Linked DNA regions of Gossypium arboreum: region 1 is linked to region 2. Evidence: chromatin contacts called from public Hi-C data. All regions are on one chromosome and are shown on one strand. Each heading gives the region's core, a stretch centred on a gene start, on an enhancer-like site or on the middle of the called end of the contact. The rest is flanking DNA. Distances are from core to core; before and after follow the strand shown.

What was found. Hi-C and Micro-C count contacts between places; a contact is called where the count stands out from the background.
Region 1: a Hi-C map of leaf shows a contact between it and region 2, with 4 times the contacts expected there. The contact joins the enhancer-like site here to the promoter of LOC108480823 in region 2. A contact is called at or near these places in 4 of 5 Hi-C or Micro-C datasets (all in leaf).

The regions. Positions count from the first base shown.
Region 1 is chr1:115,011,344-115,014,160 of ASM2569848v2, reverse strand. No RefSeq gene overlaps it. Among protein-coding and RNA genes, the nearest start is that of LOC128287603, 12 kb to the left of the region's middle. Within about 2 kb of position 1,515, at least 2 of the 2 cell types and tissues checked have an H3K27ac peak or open chromatin away from gene starts, as enhancers often do. A contact at or near this core is called in leaf, where this site is marked.
Region 2 is chr1:114,926,629-114,929,528 of ASM2569848v2, reverse strand. It overlaps LOC108480823 (protein yippee-like At5g53940), which reads left to right and starts at 1,609. Exons shown (of 6, transcript XM_053030801.1): 1 at 1,609-1,926; 2 at 2,650-2,693; 3 at 2,848-2,900. The coding sequence starts at 1,831.

The DNA of each region.
Region 1 (2,817 bases), core at 266-2,765, 85 kb before region 2:
AATTCCTACATTTTTGAATCAAATATGAGACTTCAATCAAAGGTCCCACCTTTTATCAATCATCAATTCACCACCTTCACACACTAATTTCATTATTTTTATAATTTTAATTTTATTATTTTATTATTCTTTATTTTTTATAGAAAAGTAATTATACAGCGACCTAAGAAAATAATATTTACTTTTAGGGTTTGCTTTATTTACAATTAAGCTTACCCGTCGATGGGTTCACTATATCAATTAAAATATATTTAATTATTATGTAAAATATTTTAATTAAATTTTAGTTTTCAAATTTTTATTTAAAGTATAAAACTGTAAACTTTTAACAATGGGATAATTACATTTATATGGGATAATTACATTTATAGTCCCTCCCAGAATTAAATAAAAAATATAACTTCAATTTTTTGAAAATTTAATAATTTAAATTTAAGCATTCTTAATACAAAATTTTTAGCTTTAGTCCCCCAAATTTTATAATTGTATCTTGGTCTCCTCTAAACAAATTTTTTGATTCGCCACTATTTGCTAAAAACTTTTAATTTAATGATAATTTAAGATACTTATTACTGTAAATAATTTTTATTTTTAACTTTATGTAAATAAAATTTAAATTTAATTTAATTTAACTTAACTTAACTTAACTTAACTTAAAATTTTTAAATAAAATTACTTAGAAATATTGGCAAATTAAAATAAATTTTTAAATAGTTTTAACTTTTAAAATGTTTTAGTTTTTAACATATTTAAAAAATTATTAAAGTTTTTAAACGTTTAAGTGAAACAATTTTTTTTCTAACAGCCTTAAATAATTTTTAAAACAATTATAATATTAAGCATTTTTAATATATATATATATATATATAATAATATATATTTATATTGATTCAAAACATAAATGTTATATATATATATTCATTATTAAATTAAATAGTTAAATAATGTGATTAATAGTGGAATAAATAAAATATTTGAATTTCAGATGTGTCGCAAAGAAAGAGCTGCCACTTGTTGCAATTTTAAATACTCCAAATCATAAACCTTCCATTTTTTTGTGTATTTATCTTATACTACAATATAAATACTAATATTTTTTCCGTGCAATGCTCAGGTTAATTATATGTATTAATTAAAGTATAAAATATTTTAAATTTAATACTAAGAAAAATTTGAAATAAATAATATTAGTAAAACTAAAGAAATAAATTCAAAATTAGATTATACATTTCCCATATAAAAATAATTGAGTTAAACAAAGAAATTTCATAAGGAATTGAATTATTGAAGTAGAAATAAATAAATCCCAGGTTGTAAAACTACCCCACCTAAGATATTGCCACGTTACTTGATCCTAAAACGGATGTTGACGTGTCAAAGATCAAAGGCGTACGGGTTCCGCATTATTGATACTGCCAGTGTACAATATTAATAAAATTACGCCATTAGCCTATCTGGGACTACGGTTGGGGGGCGCATTTTAGCGGAAGAGATTAAGGGTGGGCCAATACGCCCTGACTCGCACTACAAGGGGCCACAGGTGGAGGGCGGCGCGGCTTACTTCACCTTGTCGTCACTGGCGCTATCCCTCTGTCGGTTTTTCACCTTTGTTTTATCTTTTGTTTGATTGTATTCCAAATGATTTTGTGAAAAAGAAATTAATTTAATATAAAGGATTTTGCTGATGAGTGATATTGTGAAGCTACACCTCTTGTATAAATGTTGGGTTGGAATGGAATTAGAGAACTAAAATCATATCAATATTTGAGATTTTGTTTATAGCAAGCGTGAATAATTTTTTTTATTAAAATCAACTTTAGCATAAATTTTATGTGACAACAAATGAATAAATAAGAAATTTTGAATGAGAAAAGGTATATTGTTAATCATGGGAAGATGATTAGAGTTCAACACCACCAATTATATTTATATTATTAAAGTAGTGAAGTAATTAATAATATACAAAAAAAAAAAAGAAAAGAAGCAGGTAAACTATTGAGGAATATCTAAAGCACGTGATGGAGGAAAAAAAGGTCAAAACCAATAAAAAAGAAAAGAAGGAATCAAATTCCAATGAAATACACTTAAATTTTTCACCAATATGGGGAGCATTGGAAATGTTGTTTTTCCGTTTGAGAAAAGAAAGTGAGATCTTGCATGGATTTGCTAAGGGCCAATGCTCAAGAAACAAAGGAAGGTTTGGTTAGCATTTCGAAGAAGAGAAATAAAAGAGCACAGCACAGCACAGCACAGCACAGCCGTAAAATGGCAATGGGGGTTTGAAAACTGAGAGAAGAAAGGGAGGGAATGGCCAAAATAGGAGAAGAAGAAGGGGGGTATTATTTGGCTTTTTTAGGAAACGACTGTTGGAAAAGAAGCATTGGGTATTGGTTTGACAACTAGAATCATGGAACTGCTCACACTGCCCAAATGAAAATATAAAAAAGAAAAGAAGAAAGACCTAAGCATGCAGAATTGCAGATTGAGGAGATGATTTGATGTAAAGCCTGTGGGCAAAGGTAAAATCTCAAAATCCGAGCATGACGCGTCAAAATCTGGTAGCTCTTTGTTGGTGATTGGTGATGGATGGGATTGGTTGAATTGATGCATGCATGGTAATCTAATCATTTCATCGATTGAAATTCCAAAAAGAAGATAAAAAAAAGTGTGCACACAAACACATTACCGTTATTTTTAAAATCAAAGAACCCCCTTTTTTCCAAAACATAATCGTAAGATAATGCACTTAGCAACCAACAATCAATATGTTAATACATAATTAGTCTTTAATGATGCAGTACGTGTTTACTTACAATT
Region 2 (2,900 bases), core at 360-2,859:
TTCTTGGTCCCTTCCTATTTTGCGTGTGTTTTAATTCGATCCCTCCCCTCTCTTTTATTTCTAATTTGGCCCCAAAACTTCCATTTTCAATTCAATGTGGTCCCTTTTCGATTATTTTTGCCATTTTACTATACAATTAATTAATTTGAGTCTTATATTTATTATTATTTTTATTATTATTTTGAGTATTATTATTTCTATTATTGCTATTACTATTGTTTTTATTTGTATTATTACTGTCATTATCATTATTATTATTATTTATTATTATGTTTAAACTTTTCTTCATGTGATTTATTTTGTTTTTATATATGTATATACATTACTTATTCTAGATTTTGTCATATATTATTATTTTAAAAAATCATTTTGTATATTATTGATTTTCAAATCCTTTTCTTACATTATTATTGTTTTTAAAAAAGCATTTTGTATATTGCATTATTATTGATGTTTTTTAGTGTATTAATAACAAAATTTCATTTATATAAAAAATAAAAATATTTTTAAAGCAATATTTATTCCTTTTAAATAATAAAATTTTAATAATTTTATAATTAAATTTGAATTCGGTTGATGATATTACCAACTTAATTATACTTTTAACATATACTATGAAAGATTAAAAAATAATTTTTAAAAATAATTTAAAGTTAATCAAATACTAATGTGTTTTCTTTTTCTTTTCTTTTAAAAACTTTGTTGATTAATTTTATAATATTATGGCTTTGTTTTATTATTAGGATGGTTTTTCAATATTTTGAGTAATATTATTAACATTGGTTTTAAAGATTGATTAATACAATCTTTAAAAGGATTACAATCGGTTATTTTTTAATATTAAATTTCTTGAATATTATTAAAAATAGCACTTTCGCTTAGATATTATCGTTAGCTAGTGTGATTGTCGTCAATCTTGTATTTGTGTTCATATTGTGTTTGATATATTGGCACTATCGTAGTATCAAAAAAGCACTCAAGTGACTTTTATTTTTTATGAAAAAAACTACTAGTTATATATTGGCATCATAAAAACTTATTCTCTAATATAATTGTAGGAGTTCTCATTTATTTTACGATATGATATTAGTTCTGTTTGTGCCGAGAATGGCATTCAAGTAAAGCCTCCTAACAATGCTATCATCAAAATTCGATCTTAATCCAAATCCTTGAGAAAGCAGTCCACTCCAACACTTGAGCTAATTGTATGTTGACCTCAAAAACTTTAATGAAAACAATAATATGATTGGTTTTACATTTAGTCATATTATATATTAGCATATTGAATATTAATATTACAAATTAATTTATATGAATTTTTTAAACATTTTAATTTTTTTTTAAAATTAACTCCACCGTCAAAATTTTCACCAAAGCTTCCAACCCAGATTCTATTAAAATAAATTCACCAAAAAAAGGGAAACTAAATCATAAAAGAAAAGAACTTTGAATGAAAAATGCCAAAAATTTTACAGTTATAGCAAGTTGTTTATGAAAATTTAATCTCTTACTAGAGATGGACTTATTATCCTTTTTGTTTGATTCTTGGTCATGGATCTAGAATTAAACTTGATTGACAAAAGCCCAATTCAACTTAAGTACTTAACCACAGTTGAACCCTTTCATGGGCTTTACCCCAAAACTCCCACAATCATTATCACCACGTATCATTTTGTCATCATCACCCCTATTATGTCATCTAATCCCCACCCCTCCACAATTTCTTTTAATACCTTTTCTCCATCGTAGAAACTAGAATCCAAGATTTTGCCATAGCAGTGTAAAGAACAAAAAGAAAAAAAAAAGAATATATATATATATAGAGGGAAAATGGGAAGGATATTTGTGGTTGAGCTTGATGGAAGGTCTTATAGATGCAAGTTTTGTAGAACTCACTTGGCTCTCCCTGATGATCTTGTTTCCAGGGTACCAACTTTCATTTTCTTCTCTTTATCTCCTTTGTGTTTCTGGGTTTTTCATTTCTGAGCCATTTGTTTTGCAGTTATCATCTAAAAATTATGTTTTGGTAGTAAAAGTTGGTTCTTGTAGTTATTATTGATGAAAGAAAGCTTAAAGTTGACAACTTTTGATGTTTGGATCCTGTTGTCTTTAGCTAGGTAACACTAGAAACATGATCAATAACAGTACTATTGGTTTTATGATAGGTTGTTGATGATAGGTTGTGAAATGAATATGTGTGTTTTGTGCAAATGTAGTTGCCATTTAAGGGAAGATTAAATAGGAGAACCTCACAGTTTAGGATTTTGGGGAATTGGGGGAAAATGTGAAATTTCAGTAAAGATTAGGATTCCATTTACTTGTCAATTAGGAACTTGATTTGTCTCTGTTGATTTAAAATCACAAATGTGGAACTCATGGACATAACAACAGTTTCACCAAAAGACCTCATCCTCTTTTAAGATTGGGAAATTTCTTGGGTTGATGCAATCATTTATGCCTTAGCTAAGAGCCTTTATGTTCTTAAAATTATGTTCTTAAAATTACTAAACCTGAAGGTTTATTTGCTTTTCCAATGAGCTTTAGTTTGATGTATCAATTATGTGTCGTTAAATTTTGATATTAACAGTATGCAATGCATAGTTGTACTCCATGCTAACAACTTCTTTCGAATTTTCTCCATTTGTTCAGTCTTTCCATTGTCGCCGGGGGAAAGCCTACCTCTTCAATAATGCGTAAGATCTCATAGTTTCTTCGAAGATTGCTTGACTGATTTCTTTTCCCTTTTTCTTTAATGGAATGTTCATTTGGTTATCCGGATCTCATACCTTATTCTTGGCTGTGCAATACTGAAATTTTCCTATTACACCATCACGATCTTTACAAAAGCAATGAATCTTCAAAGTCTCGTAAGTGCGCGACATTTGAAGCTTTGAATCGCT